Linked DNA regions of Mus musculus: all the other regions are linked to region 3. The links are chromatin contacts, called in public Hi-C and HiCAR-type maps. All regions are on one chromosome and are shown on one strand. The core of a region is the stretch at or near the end of the contact, and the rest is flanking DNA. Distances in the headings are between cores, read along the strand shown. Region 1 overlaps Irf2 (interferon regulatory factor 2). Region 2 has its middle 38 kb from the start of Tlr3. Region 3 holds the start of Cfap97 (cilia and flagella associated protein 97).

The links. A called contact is a pair of places that touch in the nucleus more often than the background predicts. HiCAR-type assays count read pairs that join an accessible place to other places.
Region 1: a contact with region 3 is called in a Hi-C map of uterus, with 4 times the contacts expected there. The contact joins the enhancer-like site here to the promoter of Cfap97 in region 3. A contact is called at or near these places in 2 of 39 promoter capture datasets (the C10 cell line and hippocampal neurons), 2 of 484 Hi-C or Micro-C datasets (CD4 T cells and uterus), 2 of 115 datasets of contacts at active chromatin or transcription factors (bone marrow-derived dendritic cells and memory CD8 T cells) and 1 of 9 other capture datasets (liver).
Region 2: a contact with region 3 is called in a HiCAR-type map of astrocytes, with 4 times the contacts expected there. The contact joins the enhancer-like site here to the promoter of Cfap97 in region 3. A contact is called at or near these places in 6 of 39 promoter capture datasets (the 3T3-L1 cell line, cranial neural crest, embryonic stem cells and 2 more) and 5 of 115 datasets of contacts at active chromatin or transcription factors (astrocytes, embryonic hindbrain, embryonic stem cells and 1 more).

What each region holds. Positions count from the first base shown.
Region 1 is chr8:46,843,850-46,847,435 of GRCm38.p6, reverse strand. Irf2 (interferon regulatory factor 2) reads right to left here. Exons shown (of 9, transcript NM_008391.4): 8 at 2,569-2,615; 9 at 1-1,522. The coding sequence ends at 1,214. Among named protein-coding and RNA genes, the nearest start is that of Gm39170, 15 kb to the right of the region's middle. Within about 2 kb of position 2,300, at least 142 of the 459 cell types and tissues checked have an H3K27ac peak or open chromatin away from gene starts, as enhancers often do. A contact at or near this core is called in bone marrow-derived dendritic cells, liver, memory CD8 T cells and 1 more, where this site is marked.
Region 2 is chr8:45,447,165-45,450,397 of GRCm38.p6, reverse strand. No RefSeq gene overlaps it. Among named protein-coding and RNA genes, the nearest start is that of Tlr3, 38 kb to the right of the region's middle. Within about 2 kb of position 1,912, at least 19 of the 459 cell types and tissues checked have an H3K27ac peak or open chromatin away from gene starts, as enhancers often do. A contact at or near this core is called in astrocytes, where this site is marked.
Region 3 is chr8:46,162,157-46,165,433 of GRCm38.p6, reverse strand. It overlaps Cfap97 (cilia and flagella associated protein 97), which reads right to left and starts at 1,783. Exons shown (of 5, transcript NM_025747.4): 1 at 1,685-1,783.

The DNA.
Region 1 (3,586 bases), core at 1,051-3,550, 680 kb before region 3:
TATTCATTTATTATCAATCCACAGGATAATTTGATTGCTACATGAGCTCATAAAAGTTTTTTTTTCACCTTTACAAAATTAAAAAAAAAATGTGCCACAAGGGATGTAATAACAACTGCTGATGAACAGGAAAAGGAATCTTAAAATTATAAATTTGCTGTAGAAAAGATAAAAAACAATTATATTTTATTTAGAATTTTTTTACCTTGAATAAAATATTCCCCTTGTATAAAAAAATAAAAAAGCTTGCTCTGGTTAGAATTAGAGTATTTTCCGTCTTCAGATCTGGGAATTTGCATAATATTTCCATGACAGTTTTCCTTTGTACCGCGTGCCATTCAAGCATAGCAGATTAGAAAGATTTTTTTTTTATTATTCAAGCAGTCTTAAAATGGGACAGCGGTGAAGAAACTCATTTTCTTCTCCTCCTCCTCCTCCAAGATGTAGAGCCTTGCCTTTGAGGAGAGGAAACTGGAGGAAAGGAACAGGGTGGGATGGGGTAGGCTGGGCTGAGGAGAGAGGCGTGGGTAATGGGCTAGAATGGAGGAGTTGGGGAGGAGTGGGGTAGGTGGTGGGCTGGGATAGAAGGGGTTGGGAGGGAAAGGATAGGTAAGAGGTTGTGATGGGATTGGTTGGGGGGAAGGGGCGCATAGAGGACCGGGATGGAGGGGTTGAGGAGGGAGGGGTGGGTAGTGGGGTAGTGGACACAGAAGGGGTCGCCGAGTGTGCTGTGAAGGAGAGCAAGATTACAAGAAGGCCTATTGTAAGTGCTTCAAGATAAGGTGCAGAAGCAGCCCGCGACATTGCTCGTACTGCCCTATGTACATATTCACAAGAATAAAAAAATTCCAGCTAGTTCACATTTTCTCCTCCGTTCTGAGGCATCCACTCCACCATGCTGGCCTTGACCGTAGGCAACGCAGCACCTCCACTGCCCGTGTGGCTGTTGGTCCTTGAACTTGAGGGAGTAGCCCTGGCAGATCCAGCAGGTTCTAGAGATACGCATCTACCGAGGGGGGGGGGGGGCTGGAGTCCTGAGTTAAGAAGAAGCTCCAGCTCTGGAGTTGGACACAGCAATCAATAATCTATCGTCAAGGCTTTCTCCCTTAGATGTGTCTAAGATAGGTATCATAGAGAAAAAAAATAATATAATACAAACAAAGAACAACACAAAGCTAAGAAATCCCAACAACCACCAGGGAGAGTCAAAGGCTTAACAGCTCTTGACACGGGCCTGGGTGATATCAGATGTCTTCTTGATGACACTGGCCCGGGTCTCCCGGTCTGGCCGACTGCTGCTGGGCGTGGGGGTCACTGGGGCAGGAAGGGGAAGGTCTGTAAATGGGGGCCAGGAGCTGTTGTAAGGCATCGGACAGCTATCCTCTTTGATGGTGACCTGCAGATCTGGCTTGTTGGAGGTGACAAAGGTCGCCATGCTGGGCAGCAGATAGGTGTTCCGTGTCCCCATGTTGCTGAGGTACTGCTTGCCTTCGATGCTCCTCTTCCTCCAGTGTGGTCTCCCCTTTCAGAGAAAACAATCAAGATACATTGCGTTCTTTCCCTTCCGCTGAATGGCATAGGCAAAACAATGCCTTCTCTTACTTTTCAAGTGAATGCCCATGAGCTGTCCCTGGTCAAGACTGTTCTACAAAGACACGGAACATGATGGCAGCTTGGCTCCTATGCTCAGCCTGTCCAGGCTTGGTACTGGGTAGTGTCCAGACATAATGGATGGCCCAACCTAATGAGTTACCCTGCCTTTTCAGAGGAATAGAGTAAGGAGCTTACAAACAGCAAATGCCTTTTGATTGCTTTTTAAATGGGTGGAGCTGAGACACGGGTTTTTTTTTTTTTTTTTGAGCCACAGTTGGCCTTACTGGTTGCCAAGCAGAAAAGGGATTAAAGGTCCTTGAAGAAACCAGATCATGAAATCAGTCAGCATGGCTGCCTACTGTCCTCTCAGAATTCCCAAACTTGGAATATTAGGAATTCTAACAAACATCAGCTTCTCCTACAACCAATCCCTGTTCTCCCCATCAGCTTTAGAGCCACTTCCTGCCATTGTGTGAGCCTGGCTGGCCTAAGAGGGAAGCCGGAAGCAGGTGGGTGGGGAGCAGAGACTGGACACACACCCTCTCTGCGGGGCCACTGAGGAAGGGACCGAACTGTGAGGAGATCGTTTTACTCAGCTCTTTCTGTTCACTTGCTTACTTCTTTCTGTTCACTGCTTGGGCTGGGTAGGCCATTCTATTTCTGTTGGCAAATCAGGATGTTTACAGCCAGAAGAATATCAACATTTCCTGGCCCTGACTTCGAGTTCCTCTTCCTGCCATGTTATATTGATCTCTCTTCTGAGGGTCACACTGTGCTCCCTCAACCCCGCCCAGCACTTCATTTTAAGATTAGACTAAAAAGCTAGGGTGAATTGTAGGATATGGATGTTCTCTGTCTCTCTCAGTTTTTCTGTCTGTCTGTGTCTATCTGTCTGTCTGTCTGTCTGTCTGTCTGTCTCTCTCACACACACACACACACACACACACACACACACACACACACAAACTGGCTTACCTCTGCGTTCTCTTCATCACTGGCCACACTGTCGGTAGTTTCGCTTTCTGTATAGAAAGAAAAACAGTCTTGTTGCTCAAGCTATTTTGAGGCTGCAGGAAGTGTCTTTAAAACCTATGCCAGCACTTCAGAAATACAAAACTACATGTACCCTCTCCCTCCACTTTGTAAGGTCAAGCACTTCCACATGAAACAAGCTGGAGTGAATTTCAATTCTCTGCTTGATCCTCTAAGAGGAGTGGGCTTTGGGGCTGAGGAGGAGGCTCACTTTCCAAGGCTATGCTGCCAGAGTCCCAGCTTCCCAGGGTGGAGTGCTGTGCCCAAGGCACCTCCTCCCCACTGAAGTTCTGTCCACAAAAGCACACCATCTTTTCTTCTAGTCCATGTTCTCTTGTCACAGGAAGTCCAAGAAGCCTTCCTGTATCTCTCCTGTATCATCCTCCTCTTAGATTTATAGAGATCCAGCTTCCACTGGAGTTAAAGCAGGTGACCATGTTGTAGATGCCCCAAGCCCTTCGCTGAGCCTTTACTGTCTTTGGGACCTGTCCTCCTCAGTTTGGATAGGAGCTGTGACTTGCTTTTAGCCAACAGAACACATCAACGACGTAACTATTATATGAGCAAATTCATGTCATCGTGTAAGATTCAACCTGTCTTTCATGGATACTCTCTTGCCTGCTGGCAGTGTTAGGGAGGCCCACATGGCAAATTTAAGCTAAGGGCTGCTTCCAGATAAAAGCTAGCAAGAAATTAGGAATCTCTGTTCTTCCCCACTTGCAAGGAATCCAGTTCTGGCCAATGCTTCGTGAGGCACTGGCTCAACAGCTGAGTCTCAGACGAGTTGCAGTACTAGTTAATGCCTAATGACAGGTTAGCAAGGCTCTGCTGCAAAGGACCCAGCTAAGCCATCCCTGGATTCCCAACCCAGAGGCTGTGAGTTTTGTACTGTGGTAAGCCATCATGTTTAGGGCTGTACAGCTACATAGCAATAGATAATATAAACCCGATTGGACCTGCC
Region 2 (3,233 bases), core at 663-3,162, 720 kb after region 3:
CTCATAAAGACAAAGCACAGGTTTGCACTCTAGGGAGGTTAGAAAACTGAGGATCCTCATAGAGATGTGTGTGTGTGTGTGTGTGTGTGTGTGTGTGTGTGTGTGTGTGTGTACACGCGTGCAGGGGTGTTTACTCATTTGCTATTTTCCAGTCTTTTGCTGTATATTCAAGAGCAATATTTGAAGGAAGACAGGAGCCCTTCCACCTATCAGTCTCTGGCAAAGCTTTGCTTCTAGAAGAAAAGGCTGATGTTTGTCTTAGAGAAGATGCTATAAAATATCCATGTAGGAAAACTCTTTCCTGTGACAGGCTTTGGATTGTTTTTAATTTTTAAAACAACACAAGTTAGATGTATCAAAACCTCATCACCACCCTCTGTTCTTGAACACCCACAAACACTGAAGGAGGGAGGAGCATCTTTGCCACCAGGCTTGCCAAGAGATCTGTGCTTCTCTGGCCTCTACCTGCTGCTCACATTCTCTGAGTCTCACACAGGGAGGGTGCAACCAGACCTTAGCTGCAAGGGAGTCCAAGAAGCATAGGTATTATGTTTGCCATTGTTGTTGCATTTTCTGTTGCTCCAGCTCAACAGGTGTTCTAGCTATAATTCAGAAAATGATTCTACATGTGAGTTAAAACTGGAGTTGAAAATCCAGCTAGTAATACCACAAACCTATTACCCAACTAGAAACATGACATCAAATCCTTGGGTTTTTTGTTTGTTTGTTTCATAGGGACAGTATAATTTTACCAAAATTAGATTCAAGTGCTTATTTGGTTTTTTGTTTGTTTGGGTTTTGTTTTGTTTGTGTTTGTTTATTTGTTGTGCCCATCTTATTCTTTTTACATATCCCACTCAAGCCTTGCTCTGTGTTCACGTTGTTCTTTGTGGCATCCCTGTTGTAAATGTGTACAGCATAGCACATGAGTGGTGTTTGCTAAATGCTGTTGAGTGATTAATCTAGTTCTGAGAATTCATCAAGAACTAAATTGAAAATGTTAGTTCTTCACATGGAAAACCACATTTGTGTTTATGTTGACCTTTCTGAGACTCATAGGAGGGAAGTGCTGGGGGGCTATGCCGGTAATGCTGAGCTATAGCTGTTTCGAGTATGGAGCTGTTAAGATATATGTGGCTGGCCATCCTCTTCGTGGCAGAGAGACAGAAGGACAGTGGGAGGAAAGGACAGAGCCAGAAAGAGACAAGAGAGAAAGAGTAAGAGAGGCAGAGAGACAGAGAGATTGATTTAAAACATCCCAAGCGCCAGACCTCTGCATGTGTAGGCTATGTATTACTGGTAAGTCACTACCCTAAAAGTACACGATACCATCTAGAGCCATGTTTGGGAGTGCCTGGCAGGCTGCAGAGACCGCTTGGAGCATCTCCAGAGAGCATTGCACAAATTCCTAGGACCTGTGCCTCTTTGGCTTTCAAGCTGAATCACTGGCAACTGGGAAAATAAAAAAGAAAGAAAAGACCCACCAGGTGCATTTTTTCATTCTCTTTCTACAGCTAAAAAGATGCTAGAGGCTTAAAGAGGGATTTGGAATTGCTGAATAATAGCCAGGAAGCAAGGTTAGCCAGGAAAGGGAGGTTAGCAAAAATCCTATCTAGAGCTTGGAGGCTGGTCTTGGTTGGAGCAAGAGAAGAATTCTGTGCTCTGTGCTTTCAACTGTCTAACTCAATGGGTTTGACCCACCACAGAGCTCCTAAGGTGCCTGGGCCTCTTCCCTTCTCCATGAAGGGGCTGAGGTGGCAGGGCTTGCCACTGATCCAGGACCCTGGAAACAGAGCAGCACATCACAAGGCAAACTGGCTGGAGGAAAAAAGAAGAGACTGGCTTGCTTGGCTCCCTTCTGCCTACACCCACTAAGAACAGTAAATCTTCTGTGGATGCTGAGAGACTTCAATTTGGCTTGATGAAAGGCTCCCTCTGATGATTAATGTGTTAGAGTGTCTCCATATTTCAAAGGCAAGCCAGCAGTAGACAGCAAGTGAATAAAATTGTTCCACATTCTCTCTGGTTTCTGGTCTCATTTCCTTGGAGAATGCTGTCTTATGACCATCTCTTTTGTACAATTCGGTAATCTTGCCAAATTAACATACCTTAGGCTCATTCTCTCCCATGACAAGAAGCAGGGAGATCTTCCCAAAGCAACGAAGGAGGGGGAAGATTGGAGAACTTGTTTTTATATCCACCTCTCTGTGTTTGGGGTGATTCATAATGAACATTTTAAAATACATTTTCAAATGCATTGCTTTTCAGGAATATGCCAATTTCCTATCCATTGTAATGTCCTGGACATCCTAGCTATTGAAGTGGTAGGCTTCAGTGTTCCCAAGCAAACAAGCTGAGGAAATGCCACCCTCCACACAGAGCTGTGGCAATGAAGACATCAGTGGGTATTTGTCACCTTTGCATCACTGTGACAAGATACTGCTTACGTTCAAACAAAAAAGAAGAAACATTGAAACTAGGGGTTGGCTCAGTGTATTGGCTAATTTTGTGTCAACTTGACACAGGCTGGAGTTATCACAGAGAAAGGAGCTTCAGTTGGGGAAATGCCTCCACGAGATCCAGCTGCAAGGCATTTTCTCAATTAGTGATCAAAGAGGGAGGGCTCCTTGTGGGTGGGACCATCTCTGGGCTGGTAGTCTTGGGTTCTATAAGAGAGCAGGCTGAGCAAGCCAGGGGAAGCAAGCCAGTAAGAAACACCCCTCCATGGCCTCTGCATCAGCTCTTGCTTCCTGACCTGCTTGAGCTCCTGTCCTGACTTTCTTTTGTGATAACAGCAGTGTGGAAATGTAAGCTGAATAAACCCTTTCCTCCCCAATTTGCTTCTTGGTCATGATGTTTGTGCAGGAATAGAAACCCTGACTAAGATACTCAGTAGTAAAGTGCTGGACACAAAGCATGAAGACCTGAGGTTAGACTCCCAGGACTTATGCCAACTGCAAGGTACAGCAGTGCACACCTATAGTCGTAGGGCTTAGGGCTGGGTTGGGTTGGGAACAGTCACTCTGGAGCTCACTGGCTAGCTGTTCCATTCAAATCTGTGAGTGCCTGGGTCAAGCGAACTCTGACTCTAAACGTAGGGTGGAGAACAGCAGAGAAGCACAACTGATGTCGACCTCTGACCCCCATATGCAAGTGCACATGTGTGCACTTCTCAGCATACATGAACTCACACACATGCTTGCACACACAGAAACATACACATATTCTCAAAG
Region 3 (3,277 bases), core at 534-3,033:
AGTAGTACATCTTGACTAACAGACATGTGACATCTTACTGAAGTGTATGCTTAGGTTTATTCAGAAGTAGGTTGGGTGAGATAGAAAAGCTTAAATAGTTCCAGTGCTCCAGTTGGGGGGAGGAGAGGGCGCTGGCGTGTGTTTGTAAACATGGTGCTGAGGTGGTGGATCCTTAAGGACTTGCTGGCCAGCCAGTCTTCTACTTGGTGAGTTCTAGGCCAAACAAGGCCATTTCTCAAAAGAGACGGTGAATGGCACCGGATGAAGGACACAGGAAATTGTACTGTGGTCTTCCACACTGATGCTGTCTCGTCTAATTAGTTTCTAGGGGTCCAAGAGCAGAACGGGAAGAGATTTGTCTAAAACTTTGCCTACGGGAGTCTCCTCACGAGACTGGCTAGCGTTGGACCCCTTATAGCGTGTGCTTATAAATCAACTACTAGTGAAGCCAAATTAAGAGGATCACCTGAGCTCTGGAGAAAGATGGAGAGAGGAGAGGATGGGGCGAGGAGGAGGTGGAGGTATAGCCACTCTTACCAGACTGGGCGCTCCAGAGGTCTTTCTTGTTCACCTTTATACATCCAGTGTCTAGAAAAAGACCTACAACAGTTGGGTTTATCCCACAAAGAGGTCTGGAGATTTAAGGCTCAGCCCAGGTTCTTACTCTGCCTCCTATGTAAACAGAATAAAACCATCATGTTTCCAGCGTATTTTGATAATGTCCCTCTCTCCGCTGGAGAGGTGGCCCACTGCCTAGTGTATGTCAAATTTCTGGTGTTTATAGTCAGAATTTCTATTGGGCAAGAGTGGCTGTACACACACAAACTTAAGTTCCAGGAAAACTTAGCGGACGATCTCCCTCATTAACGATTCTTTTGCCAAAATTTACATCAAGGTTGCTTCTAATTCAACTTACATTCGGGAATAGGCAAGAAAAATTGTAGCTTTATAGGATCGTTAAGATTATCTTACAACACACGGGAGAAGGATAAAAATCAAAGGATGGTTCATGAGACTCTAACAACCCTCTGGTGGATCGAGCCAGGTTGCTGTCAAAGCTACCTGGAAGTTACTTGGAGAGTGATGTTTTAGCTTATGCAGAACTAGCAGTAGAAATAACAGCGCTTTCCCAATACACCAGAAAGAATACTCGAATAACCTGTCATTAAAAACGGCATTTTGTACATTTGAGATAAGTCCTTATCTGTCGATATGGACACAATAGGGCACCAAATTAAGCATACAAAAATCTTGGCTCAAACTGAACACCTGGTTTTCAGGAGTCTGGGGCTTCTTCCAGGACCCCAGTCGGTTGCCTCTTCACACTCAGTGCCTCAGAGCTGTGGGTTCGGGTTCAAGCGCCCGGAGAGGGGCAGCCGTGGGCTCGGACCCCGACTCCACGCCTCCTCTCGCGTCCTGCGGGCCGGGCTATCGTTTTTTTTTTTTTTTTTTTTTTTTTAATAGCGGTTACCACGTCGCTCGCCCTGCGGGCTAGCGAGGCCGAGGTGGCGGCGCCTAGGGCTGAGGACAGCCTGTGTCCCCCCCACCGTGGAGGCTCGGCGGTACCCACCCCGGGTGCTCGCCTCCGTCGGGCACTGAACCGGGGAAACGGACCCCGAACGCAGGGGAGGGCCGTCTCGCCCGCTGGAGACCGACCGGATGCGGAAGCCCGAGCGCCGCTCACCTGCGAACTGTGGCCGCCACGGACTCTTGCGCCCCGCGGAGCGTTCGGGTTCTCGCTCGCTCTGCGCACGCGCAGCCACACCTCCACCGTTCTCCCTCCCCCGCGGTAGAAGCTAACGGAGACCGGCGCACGCCTGAGCGCGGGCGGAAGCTCCGGGGGTTGGACTCAGCGGAAGGGGAAAGGCGGGGCGAGCGCGGAGCCGAGTCTCTGCCGGCGAGGGTGAGGGCTGCGCTCCTGTCGTCCGTAGTTCCGGGAGACCCGGTCAAAGTGATCAGGCCGGCGCTGCAGGGGCGACAGCTTCTCGGCAGGACCTCGCGAGGTCTCGGAGGCTCATGGAAAGGAGGCCACCAAGGCCTCCCTGTTGTCCAGGGCATCACCTGCTCGCCTACCCACGACGCTGCGGTAGGTCTAGACGTCCGGGATGGTTTCCTAAAAAGACGCTGTAATCTTGTAATTCTGTAACAAGATGACAATAATAAAAATGGAGGACGACTGTGTGTTTTGTTCGATTTTATTTCAGCAAAACGCTGTTTACACGAACCAGTCCTGGTGGCGGATGCCATTGGTCTCAGCACTTGGGAGTAGAGGGAGAGGAATCCCTGTGTTCTACATAGTGACTTCCAGGCCAGCCAGGGCTATATCGTGAGGCCCGTGTCAAAGGAGGAAAAAATTTCAAATTCAAGCATAGTTAATATGCACCGGGGCAGGTAACCCATAAAGGATGGCCCTTCTGATGGTGAAGGTCCACTTTAAGCAATATAAAAAATGATCTCTATAGACGGTTGAGTGCCTTAATTTCTTGTTGACACATCTAAGGGTCAGGAATGGCAGTACACTCCTGATCTCTATCCTCTAATCACCAGAGTACACGAATATGTTACTTTATCTGGCACAAGAATTTAGCTGATGCAATTAAATTTACATTATCCAGGAGCTCATTGTGTAATCAGCCACTATAAATCCCTATAAAAGGGAGAGGCAAAAGCTTCCAAGCCAGTTAGTTGTAGGAGCTGGGACACAAAATAGTTGAGTGATGTGTGGAAGAGTCAATGAGCCAAAGAATGCATGCATCTCTGGAAGACTGAAAAGAGGGGAGAAGTGGCTTCTACCCCGAAAGAACTCAAATATGCCTGGATTTTAGATTTCTGACCTCCACAGCTCCCTAATCCAAATCAATGAGTTGTTTTATACATCTAACTTTGTAGTAATTTGTTACAGCCATAATAAGTTCTCAGCACTTAAATAAAGGTACTAAGGAAGCAAGCACAAACTTAACATTATATCCTAGGGACTACGAGTGTATTGTTTGTCAGAGCCATGACAGAATAGCTAACACAGTGAGGAAAGATGTGTTGACTCACATTTTGAGAGGGTTCAGTCCTTCATGGCACTACAGAGCAGCAGTTTGTGGAATTATAAGACTGGAGAATCTGGCCTACAGGAAGAGGCCAGGGCAAGGTATAATGCTAGAGATACCTCTAGTGACCTTCTTCCACCTAGGCGCCACCTCCTCCCTATCACCACCTGCTAATAATGCCAGCATATTATGAATCCATCAAGGGTCACTTCATTGATGAGATCAGAGCCCACATG